Linked DNA regions of Mus musculus: regions 1, 2 and 3 are each linked to region 4. A link is a contact called in public ChIA-PET, HiChIP or PLAC-seq and promoter capture Hi-C data. All regions are on one chromosome and are shown on one strand. The core of a region is the stretch at or near the end of the contact, and the rest is flanking DNA. Distances in the headings are between cores, read along the strand shown. Region 1 holds the start of Pea15a (phosphoprotein enriched in astrocytes 15A). Region 2 holds the start of Kcnj10 (potassium inwardly-rectifying channel, subfamily J, member 10). Region 3 holds the start of Usf1 (upstream transcription factor 1). Region 4 holds the start of Slamf6 (SLAM family member 6).

What was found. Promoter capture Hi-C pulls out the DNA fragments that hold promoters and counts their contacts. ChIA-PET counts read pairs in DNA pulled down with a chosen protein or histone mark. HiChIP or PLAC-seq counts read pairs in DNA pulled down with a chosen protein or histone mark.
Region 1: an RNA polymerase II ChIA-PET map of memory CD8 T cells shows a contact between it and region 4, with 111 read pairs. The contact joins the promoter of Pea15a here to the promoter of Slamf6 in region 4. A contact is called at or near these places in 1 of 484 Hi-C or Micro-C datasets (B cells) and 1 of 115 datasets of contacts at active chromatin or transcription factors (memory CD8 T cells).
Region 2: an H3K27ac HiChIP or PLAC-seq map of T-cell acute lymphoblastic leukemia shows a contact between it and region 4, with 3 times the contacts expected there. The contact joins the promoter of Kcnj10 here to the promoter of Slamf6 in region 4. A contact is called at or near these places in 1 of 39 promoter capture datasets (hematopoietic stem and progenitor cells) and 1 of 115 datasets of contacts at active chromatin or transcription factors (T-cell acute lymphoblastic leukemia).
Region 3: a promoter capture Hi-C map of pre-B cells shows a contact between it and region 4, with 2.6 times the contacts expected there. The contact joins the promoter of Usf1 here to the promoter of Slamf6 in region 4.

Annotation. Positions count from the first base shown.
Region 1 is chr1:172,205,513-172,208,246 of GRCm38.p6, reverse strand. Pea15a (phosphoprotein enriched in astrocytes 15A) reads left to right here and starts at 1,443. Exons shown (of 4, transcript NM_011063.3): 1 at 1,443-1,650. It overlaps Gm17224 (a long non-coding RNA gene), which reads right to left and starts at 1,264. Exons shown (of 5, transcript XR_865735.3): 1 at 1-1,264.
Region 2 is chr1:172,339,948-172,342,692 of GRCm38.p6, reverse strand. Kcnj10 (potassium inwardly-rectifying channel, subfamily J, member 10) reads right to left here and starts at 1,483. Exons shown (of 2, transcript NM_001039484.1): 1 at 1,242-1,483.
Region 3 is chr1:171,409,870-171,412,584 of GRCm38.p6, reverse strand. It overlaps Usf1 (upstream transcription factor 1), which reads right to left and starts at 1,272. Exons shown (of 10, transcript NM_001305676.1): 1 at 1,145-1,272. It overlaps Arhgap30 (Rho GTPase activating protein 30), which reads right to left. Exons shown (of 12, transcript NM_001005508.2): 12 at 2,345-2,715.
Region 4 is chr1:171,916,209-171,918,922 of GRCm38.p6, reverse strand. Slamf6 (SLAM family member 6) reads right to left here and starts at 1,461. Exons shown (of 9, transcript NM_001347186.1): 1 at 1,131-1,461. The coding sequence starts at 1,215. The region is part of intron 1 of Gm37065 (predicted gene, 37065); the gene reads left to right.

The DNA.
Region 1 (2,734 bases), core at 194-2,693, 290 kb before region 4:
CAGAAACCAGATATCTAATCGACCTAATCACATGTAATGGATAACTAATAGGTAATTGGGTATTAGGTTACATCATAAAAATATTATGGGATTCACTTCATATAGATCAAAAGATACTAGACTACATGTCTTTGATTTTTTTTTTTTGCACCTATCTGGTACCAGTCCCTAAAAACTTTATTATTCCTGATTCTCAGAAGAACCCTATGAAGTGAGACTGGTATCCTCAACTTTATGGACTTAATTTGTCTATGGAAACAGAATAAGTATAAAGTCCACATTCTCTGTGTTTTGCTCTGCCTCATTTGTCTCATGTAAATGTGGTATGTCTATGCAAAAGTGTACAGTCACTCTGTGTCTCAAAGATGGGTCAACATGATAGATTCCGACCCTACAGCGACTCAGAAACAAAAGCAACTTCTGAGGGTATATTAGTTACCCTCAAAGGAGCAATGGGCAGCCATGTGGGGGGTGGGGGTGGGGCTGGGGGTAAGAGGAGCAAAGAGAAGAACTATATATGAAACCTAAGGCACAGGACCAGGACCTGCTCCTCCCAGAAGAAGGGGCTCATCTTAGGCTTCTGGAAGGGTCTCTGATCAGCTGGACCTGAAGGCAAAATGGGGTGTTCCTGGTGGTGTGCAAACATTGAAGCCGTTCTCAGGGTCAGGCACTTGCAGAGCTGAGCTGACGCCCCTCATGGAGGTAGGGTGAAAATCGGATGCTTCTCCAATTCTCCCTCCTCCCTCCTCCCTCTTTCAGCCCGGCTGAGTGAGCCTCTGGAGGAGGAAAGTCCCTGAGGTGTAGGGGAAGTGAGAATTATCACACTGGGCCTAGGCAGAAGGACAGAGCTAGGAGACAGCTAAGTGTGGCTTTGTTGTCTATATTTGCATGCTGAGCTCATGGCTTTTTTCCTCCAGAAAATAAAATTACATCATAGTGTGTGGGGGTGTGGGGGTGCGTGTGTGGGGGTATATTTGGGAAAGGCAGGAGGTGCTCAGGGGTCCAGCTGCTATTATACACAAGAGCTCATGGCCCCGGGCCAAGTAAAAGAGATTTCCCTGTTGCTGCCTGCCCCTGTCCCATTTTTATTCCTAGCGTGGATAAACTTGACCGTTTCCTACTGAGTCTCTGATCTATAAGGCTAGGAAATAGGATTTCTAAATACCAAAGCGAAGTAGCTAAGAGAACCCAGAGGCCATAGGTCTTCCAAATCCCCCAATCCAAATTGATCTGCCTTCCAGGGGTCCTGGCCATCGTGACCAACCAAAGGTCAGAGGGCAGGAAAGTGACCCATTAGGAAAAAAACGAGGATCTTCTCACAGTTTAAGGGGAAGAGTCCATATTCCATCCCAGTCCTGCCCCCATCCTAGGAGCCTTCCAGAACCCCAGTCCCCAGTCCCTGTCCCCTCCTGCTTCCCCTCCCCCTTTCCTCCCCGCTCCCCGCCCCCCGCCCCTCCCCGGCTCTGACATCACCGGCCAGTCGGGTGGGGTGAGGCGGTGCTGGGCTCAAGCTCTGCTCCACGGGCGGAAGAGGCGGCGGCGGCAGGATCGGCGGCAGCGGTGGCAGGAGCCAAGGAGCAGGCTCCAGACGCTGCTTAGGAACCGGGGACCCGGGAGTGCCCGCACCCTGAGCTCTCAGCTCCGGAGGCGGTGAGAGGGGCAGAGGGAAGATGTGTCGTGGGGAGGAGGTAGATTGGGGATCTGGGTTTGGAGGGTCACGATCCCGGACGCAGGGGACAAATAGGGGAGCTTGAGGATTCAGACAGGTCCACGGTGTCAGGCTCCATGGGGTCCTTCTCTGTCCATGCATCCAGAGACTGGAGAGTGTCACAGGCAGCGTGGCTTCATCCGCCCATTCCGTGCTGAACAGCAGTTTGGGAGTCCGACGGGGCCTGGGGATTAGGATGTAGCCTGCTTCCCGCCCAGCCGGCCGAGCCAGGCCAGCTCCCGCCCCTCCCTCCTCGCTTTAGCTTCGGACTCGCCTCTGCAGGCGTCCAGGCTCAGCTCAGCCCTGCTTCAGTTCCTCCGGCAGCAGGCAACTGGTCTGGGTACTCTCACACCCAGTTTACTGCATCTGAGGAGAGTGGGATTGGTGGAAGCTTGCCCAGAGGAAAGGGGCTGGGGATACATAGGAATGATGTAGCCAATATAAAGACACTAATTTTTAAAACAATCCTTGTCAAAACCGACAGGGACAGAAACACACCTTTAAGAAAAAAAAAAAGACAGCCAACCACACAGTGACACACACCCATGTGACTTACACACATCCTCTCATACAAACCAAATCACAACACCCCTGCACTAGGCATCCACCCACCCACCACAACCCGTTTGTTACCTCCCATGTGGAGTCTCCTTGACCAGCATCAGTCTTAACACGAATGTTCAGTAGTGGGTGGAAAGGACCACTGTCCACAAACACACCCAGATTTTACAGTTTTAGTGGGCAATACCTCAAGGACTGGTGAGCCTGTGCTCTTACCTGGGTGAGGGGCTTCTTGTGACCTTTGTTGCTGACTGCCAGTTTAGAGCATAGGGTACCTGGGAGTGGCTAGAGCCTGGACATCAATATGGCCAAAGGATGGAGGAAGGAGTAGAAGCCAGGGAGAGGGTGAAAAGAATGAGTCAGCCAAGGATGGAACCCAAGTCAGGGGGAGAGAGAATGAGAGGAATGTGTGAGAAGACAGGGAGAGCTGACCAGAGAGCCACAGAGAAAAGGAAAGAGGTGGCC
Region 2 (2,745 bases), core at 234-2,733, 420 kb before region 4:
AATCTCCATCATTCCAGGAACATATTCAAAACTCCTTGGAGATCAGGGAAAAGTGTTCAAGATGAAACTCGATTGAGCTCATGGTAACTGCCGGCTCATGGCGCCAGTCTCTCCATGCCCACTCTGTGCCTTCCATGTAACCCCAAACAGGAGGCTCCCAAGGCGTCTTTTACCATCTCCTGTCCTCTTGGACTACCTAAAGCCGCCTGTCCCATAGGGAGAAAAACATTTCAAACACCACAGCAAGGGCTCTCTGGCCAGAAACCTCTCATCAGAATTTGTATCGATACGCAACCTAAGCAGGCTTTAAGCTTTGCCTTCCCTTGGATCCAAATCTGTCTTTATTTCTGTGCACCCTCGCCTCTCTCCGTCAGCCTCAGTCTGCCCAGGGCACTTCAGTTACTGAAATGAAATCCCGAGATACCAGAAGTCCTACCCCTAAATTTTTTCTTTCCCAGGTTTGTCCTTCTGGCCATTCTGGGCCTCGGGTCTCCTCCCTAGAATCAGTTCCATCCTAACATGACTGCCCTTGGTCAGTCCCTGATGGGGCAAGACAGAGAGTGGGAGAGGGGATCCCTAAAGGATGAATTCATAGGCACTAATCTACCCTGCTCCAGAAGAAACATCTTCTTCTGAGATTGTCCTTGTGAGGCAATTTCAAGGATTGAGGGATGTCGGTAGGGAGGGGGTCTCAAAGTGGGAACCCAGAAGGAAATGAAGAGGGTCCCAGGCACATCAGGGTGACTGCGTCTTCTAATCTAGTGCTTGTCTTTCTCCCCATGTGTAAACAAACTGGTGCTCAGAAGACCGTCAATGAGTGTCACTGTGTGAATGTCACTGCAAGGGGGAAGGGCTGGAATCAGGAGTAACTTATCTCTACTGGGAGCAAGGGGCAGTGTCTCTATTCCTGTGTGGGTGGGTGCAGGCTTATGTGTGGTAATTAATTACTCTAGTAACCGGATGAGCCCCATGCAACTGCAGGTCTGCCAAGTGTCATGAGGAGGGGATATCATGGAAGCCCCTTTCTTAGATGGAAGACCCGAGGTGAATAACCTGAGTAAAGTACTCTTGATGAGGGGCCCTTCCCAGGAAAGTCCACTTGGAACTGCCAAGACTGAAGGAGGGAGACCCGGATTGTACTGATAGGGTACAACCAGCTTCCGTAGGGACCAAAGGGTTAGGGGGATCCGATGGATAAGTGGATAGGACCCAGCACTCCTTTATCAGGGCCAGAGTCTTACCTTGGCTCGAAGGTGAAGTGGCTGCTCTGATAAATCGCGGGGCAGCGGGACAGATGAACAGACGGGGCGGGCAGGAGCGGCGAGCGGAGCTGTGCGACAGGCAGGGCCAAGACTCTTAAACCCGGAGCTGGAATCAGATAAGGGTTTGTCCGGGGGCCGGGGCCGGGGTCGGGCCGGCCGGGGGCAGAGTTGGGCCGGGCCGGGCCGCCCCCTCCCTCTGCAGTGCCGAAGCCAAACTTTGTGTGAATGGAGGGGCCCGGCGGGGGTCGGGAGGGCGGAGGCAGAGGGGGGAGCTTGGAGCCGGCCAATGGCAGATCGGAGCGCCAGATCAGCGCCTGGGGATTGGAGAGATTTGGGCAAGGCAAGGGGCGGGGCTTAGGGGATAGGAAGCGCAAACCCAGACGGACTAGGGTGCAGAAACACTCGAAGAACAGAGACCCAGACAGAGTCCCGGAGAAAGAGAGATGAAGAGACGATACGCGTAGCGATAGAAGCCGAGCTGGCAAGATGACAGGGGGGAAGAGAAAGAAGAAAAGTGAGGCGGCCGTGTCAGAATGGAGGAACCAGGACGAGGGCCGCGGGGGCGGGACTGGGCCCCAGTTAATGAGGTGGAAATGAATTCAGGACGGGCTGCGACTGGGACCGAGACTGTGGCAGACTTGGCCTGGGTTCCTGGGGCTACAGGGCTCTGGCATCCTGTACAATTTCCAAGTTATTCGCTGTTCCCTGTGTAGAGAGTGCGGCGTGGGGTGCAAAAGAGGACCAAACATCATCTCCATCTGCAGCAACTTCTCCTGCAAGGAAAAATAAGCCGCAGTACGGTGCAAAGTGTGGGAGACATCCAAAGCTGTGGAAGAAGAAGGAAGGGTCACTATTTAGGGGGTTCCCCACAAATGTTCGAGGAAAGAGATAACGTCTACGTAGGTTCTAGGAATGCAGGAGGCCCAGGTCCAAGGAGATGGCAGAAAGAATACTGATGACAGAGGAACTGCCATTGTGAAGTCCTGTGGGAACACAGACACATCAGCTTAGGAAATAGCGTCAAACTCTTCCCATCCACTATGTACTCTCATTATCTGATCTGTTTTGAGTGATTTGTACCCTCTATCTGATGCATGGCATACACTAAAGAAGAAAATAAAGACGTCCCACTTTTATTCATAACAGACATTGAACTACATATCAATAGACTGCTTTACTTACTGTGTTAATATAAATTCAGGATTGAAAGCAGGGAAACTATATATATTTTAGTTTAGCTTAAAACTCTCAAAATGCATAAGATGAAGAATACATGTGCCTTTTGAAAAGGCCTCTTTGGGGCTGAGGGTGTTGTAGCTGAGAGGTAGAATGCTTGTCTTGGGTTCCATTCATCACCAGCACAGAAAGAAGAATGGGAGGGGGGAGGAGGGAGGGAGAAAGAGAGGGAGGGAGAGAAGAAGGGAGGAAGGAAAGGAAGGAAGGAAGGAAGGAAGGAAGGAAGGAAGGAAGGAAGGAAGGAAGG
Region 3 (2,715 bases), core at 23-2,522, 510 kb after region 4:
TGTTCCTGCCTTAGGACTTTTGACAACCAGCCAGAGAACGGGAAAAAACAAAGAACTGTACAGACAGATGCCACCAGAAAGAAACAGCTGCATAGGACAAAGCAATAAAATAATCTCAACAAGAAAGGACAAGATTTTTTTTAAACACTCTACCCGCAAGATCTTCCAAACCTTTCTAATCAAAGAAAAACCTTAGTTTAGCGGATAATGCGCCTCGGAAAGACCGTGTGCAAAGAAGAACGTTAACAACAATAACAAAAGGGAACTGAAAGTGAAACTGTCCGTAGAAAGTAAGGCTGCAAAGGGAGGCAGCGTCCGGATGTACGGACCACCTAGGGGGTCTCCATCCTCAAACAGGAGGAAGAGCTCCTCCTGAAGCTCCTGGCACGGCCTGCAGGAGGAGGCTATGAAAGAGACTGCAAGGCGCACGAGACAACCGTATAGCCAACAGCTGTCAGCGCAACTTCTGAGGCTACCCAGAAACGGCGGTAGGCTCCTTACTCAAACCTTGGTTGTATATCCGGAAGCATCCTGAGCATTAATAATACGTGATACGGAAATCAGCCTAGGATTTTGTGGTTTTGCATGCTCAAAAGGAGAGCCCAGCAAACGTCCTCACCAAGCACAGACGCAAAGGCAGAAATTTAAAAAACAAAACACCCCCCACCACCACCCACACACAAAAACCAGATCAAGTTCCCAAAGACTTCAAGCGCCCGGACCTTGCCCGAGAACGACGCGTCTCCCTGCAGGCCCACCGACTAGTAGTAGGCGCTTGGGGACCTGAGTACCCGGCAGGCGCGAGCCCCGCAGCCCGCGCGGTGACCCCGCCGGTCCCAGCCCAGCTCGCCTGCGCCCCAGCTGCTCCGCGGAGGAGAGACGGGGAAAGGACGCCGGGGACCTTCCCGGGCCTGCGGCTCGAAGCTGGATACCCACCGCAGGCGGCTGGGACGTGTGCACACCGGGGCGGGGAGCGAGCTCGGCCCACAAAGCAGGAGAGAAAGAGCCGGGCACGGCCCCCTCCCCCAAAACAAAGGCTCCGTGCCCAGGCGTGGCCTGGCCTGGGAAACGCCAGCCAAAGCAAAGGTGCCCCGCCATGCCGATCCACCGGCGTCCGGACTCCGGCCGGCTCCGACGCACTCACCGGGCCAGGCCGCTTCAGTCGCCGATTTCCCCCGGCAGCCTTCTCCGTCTTTGGATCTAGGTCTCTCCATAGACAGCTGCTCATGCGCAGTCCCAGCCTGCGGCCATGTTGGTGAGGGGCGGAAGTGTGCCCTCGACCCGCCCAGCCGACGGACGGCCCCCCGAGCTGCCACACTTCCGCTCGCTTCAAATCTGATGCCCGCTAGAGCGGATGTGGGTACGTGAGTGGTCGCAGGCTCTGAAGGGAAACAGACGGTATCCTTGGGGACCTCGCTAGAGGCCTTTGTTTTCAGTAAGAACCAGGAAAAAAAAAACCCGACTAAATTGTACTTCCATCCTTGTGGTAGGCGGAGCCCTTTTACTTCCAGTAAAAGGAAGTAGAGGGTGGAACGGCAATCTTAGGCGCCATCTTTCATAAGGGCAATGTGGGACGCCATCTTGGATCAGGGCATCACTTTGAGGGGGTTCCAAGTGGACTTTGGGACATTTCTGAGTGTACGTGGATCTGGGTATATACCTTTGTATTAACGTCAGCAATACTCCAAAGACCTCATAGCTTTTCCTCAGGCTCTTAAATACGTGTGGGGACGAGTTTGATTACCATTTTCTTCATTCTGGGTGTACCCAGAGTGATTTTGGAATAGTGAAGTATAATAGCAATAGCTAGAATTCAGATTCTGAAGCCATTCAGACTCTGAACTGACACTTTTTTTTTTTTTTTTTTTTTTTTGCGATAGGGTATTTCTATGTAGTCCTACATAAACTATGCTGGACTCGAATACACATAGATCTCTCCACTCCCAAGTGCTAGGATTAAAGACAGCCACCACACCTAGAAACTAACACTTCTTAACTCTGAGGTTTTTGATGGGCATTTTTACTTAACTACAGCTCAATTTCTTTGTAAAACGGAAATACCAATACCAACTTCACATCAAGTGGATTAAATAAATTCAAGAGCAAAGTTTTTATGCACACAAATCTGGCCCAATTCCTGGCATTAGATGAACATTATGTAAATACAGGTTTCTCTTCCTCATTTCTTGACCACCATGAACCCAGTTCTACTTTCTAGCTACAGTTTCCCATGACAACTGAGGAAGAATATCTAAATAAGAAAAAACAAGATATATACATTTTGGCAACTTTGGAATGTGATACCATTCACCCAAAACTTTAATAAGACAAAGTACATACACTGTTTAAATGTTAAAAAAAAAATTCAGCTTTTATTATCAAATACCCACCATTGCTAAATGGTGGCCTGTAGCCCCAGCCTGTGCAGAGACAGTGCTAGAGCCAAATTGAGTGACATTCCCTCTACTTTTCTTTTCCTTTTTCTTTTCTTTCTTTATTTATTTTATGTATATGAATGAGTACACCATTGCTCTCTTCAGACTCACCCGTAGAAGGCATCAAATTCCGTTACAGATGGTTGTGAGCCATCATGTGATTGCTAGGAATTGAACTCAGGACCTCTGGAAGAACAGTAGGTGCTCTTAACCTCTGAGCTATCTCTTCAGCCCAACATTCCCTTTTCCTAAAATGGGAGGACCTCTTCTGCAAAATAAT
Region 4 (2,714 bases), core at 212-2,711:
ACGACGCAACGTTAATGTTCTCCCTCCTCTCTCTTTGCTTTATTTTTTCAAGATTATTTGTCCTAAGCCAGTGCACATTTTACCTGTTTATAGTTTATCTTCCCTGCCAAGACGTTAATTCCGCAGAACAGAAATTGTGTTGACTTAGTTCCTGAAACGCCCACAGTGCCGTGCATTCAGTGGTCATTTAGTGAATGGTTTATCAAATGACTTAATGAACCTTGCTTTCTTTTTCTTTCTGTTGTCAATTTGTCTAGATAGCTCTATATCTGCAGTATGTCTTGGTTTGTGTGTGTGCATGCACACAGGTGTTTGTTACTGAAAGTTTTAGTCAAGTGATTTGTTTTTATTTTTATTGGTTTTTTTCAGCTACCTGATGACTAATAGAATTTTCAAAAGTTATTTAAATTGCCATAGTCTAAGTTACTTGTAGCTATTAATAGAATAAATTCACAAACACGTTATGGACATCTAAATGTAATGCATGTTTAATAATTAGCTCATTTTCTGGAATAAAATAAATGCTAGGCTACCTATTGGTTCTTTTTTTTTTTCTTCAATGAATTCTCTCGGGGCTAGGTCTGTGTTAGTAGCCATTGCTTGATCTCCTGTTTTAGAACACTACGCTTCAGTCCAGATAGGCACCCTCTGAGTTCTTAAAGACAGTGAGAGCTTTCCAGATAGCAGGGAGAAGAAGCAGGCTCAGTCAATCCCTTCCTAATTGCAGTGTGAAAGCGTTGGTGGGTTTTCAGTATCTGAGCGAAGAGTGAAGCTCGGGAAAGATAATGAAGCCCCCTGAAGTCGCACAGTATCACAGTAGTTAAATTGTAGATCTTTTTCCCGCTTAAACTTATTTTTGTACCACAATACGCTGGTCACGAACAGTCCTGACTTACAAAGACTCATTTTCCATATCTCAGAAAACACTTCCCTTCCCCTTGGCCCCCAGCCGAAGTGTTTGCTCTGAATCAGTCCCGTGGCAGTCTGCGGGAAGCAGTTCGCTAGGACCACGGTGAGCTTTCTAAGTCTCTGAATAGAGAACTGGGCAGTCAACCTGACCAAGAGGAGCAAGGCATTCCAAAGAAGGAACTCACTCAGTGACTCAATCAGTTTCCACAGACGTTTTTTACCTGAGCCGAGGCAGAAGACAAGTGGAAAGAGCCAGACCATCCTCTGACAGGCGGAGTCGGGTGCTGGAGCCCTTGAGACAGCCATTCTTTCATAAGCTTGTCGCTGAGACTTTCTGTTCCCCTATTGATGAGAGCTCTTCCTCTATGTTAGCAAACCTTTGGTTGTCGTGATTAACTTCACACTTGGCTTACAAGAATATCTTTTGTAAGCTAAGACTCTTAGCAGTAGGGAACGTGGAACTTGAACGGGCCATCTTCTGTAACCAGGCAAGACTTCTGGTGGAGGGACTGGGACACCAACCCAGCCACAAAAACCTTCTACTTATGATTTGTCTTGCCAGCAAGATGTGCTGGGGTAAAGGTGACACAGAAATTGTGGGAGTGGCCAATCAGTGACTGGTCCATCTTAAGACCTATGCCAGGACGGGGAGCCCACTCCTGATACTGTGTGGAGAGCCATGAAGCAGAGGCTGGATAGCCCAGAGACACAACAAACAAACAAACAAACAAACAAACAAACAAACCAACCATAGCAAAACAAATCTGCTATACTTGAGGCAGGAGCCTAGCCCAGTTGTCATCAGAGAGGCTTCACCCAGCAACTGATGGAAACAGATGCAGAGATCCAGAGTCAAACATCCTGTGGAGCTTGGGGAATCTTGCAGAAGAGGTGGAGGAAGGATTGTTGGAGACAAAGGGGTCAAGGACACCTCAAGAAAACCTACAGAATCAATTAGCCTGGGTTCATGGGGCGCTCACAGAGACTGAAGTGGCAACTAGGGACCCTGCATGGTTCTAACCTAGGTGCTATATATATATATATATATATATATATATATTATATATATAATGATTATGTAGCTTGGTCTTCTAGTAGGACTTCCAACAGTGGGATAGGGGGCTGTCTCTGACTCTTGCCTGATTTTGGGACTCTTCCTCCTATTGGGTTGCCTAGTCCTTATGAGGGGAGGTACCTAGTTTTATTGCAACTGGATATGCCTTGTTTGGTTGATATCCCTGAGAGACTTGCTCTTTTCTGGAGCGAAAAGGAAGAGAACTGGATGGAGGGGGCTGAGGGAGGTGTTGGGGGAAGTAAGGGGGGAGGGGAAAGACTGGGAGGGAGGAGAGAGGGAAACTGCTGTCAGGGATGTAATATATATGAGAGAAGAATACCTTGAAAAAGAAAGGAAATACCTTGAATGATTTTAACTTAGAAATTTTTAGAGAGACTTAAATCGTGTCCTCTCTACGCACTTGAGAAAATGTTCACCTTGTCTGTGCCATCTTCTGTAATGCTTGTCAGATCTTACTCGTTTATAATGTGGCTCAGTTGTTATTTTTTTTTGCCCCAATCCCTGTGGTTCTGACCTCGGAAGATTCGGATGCTGGAGGCTTGGTCTCCAGTATGTTGATGCAGATGTGGTGGCAACTTTGAGAAGGTCCAAGTAGAAAAGTATTAGGTCATTGATGGTGCTCTGAGAGTGGGCTGTCAGGTATGCAAATGCCTTTGAACCACCCCCACGCCTACAGATAACCCCTCATCCGTGCACCTGTCAGTAACCTCAAAGAACTAATCCGGACTTG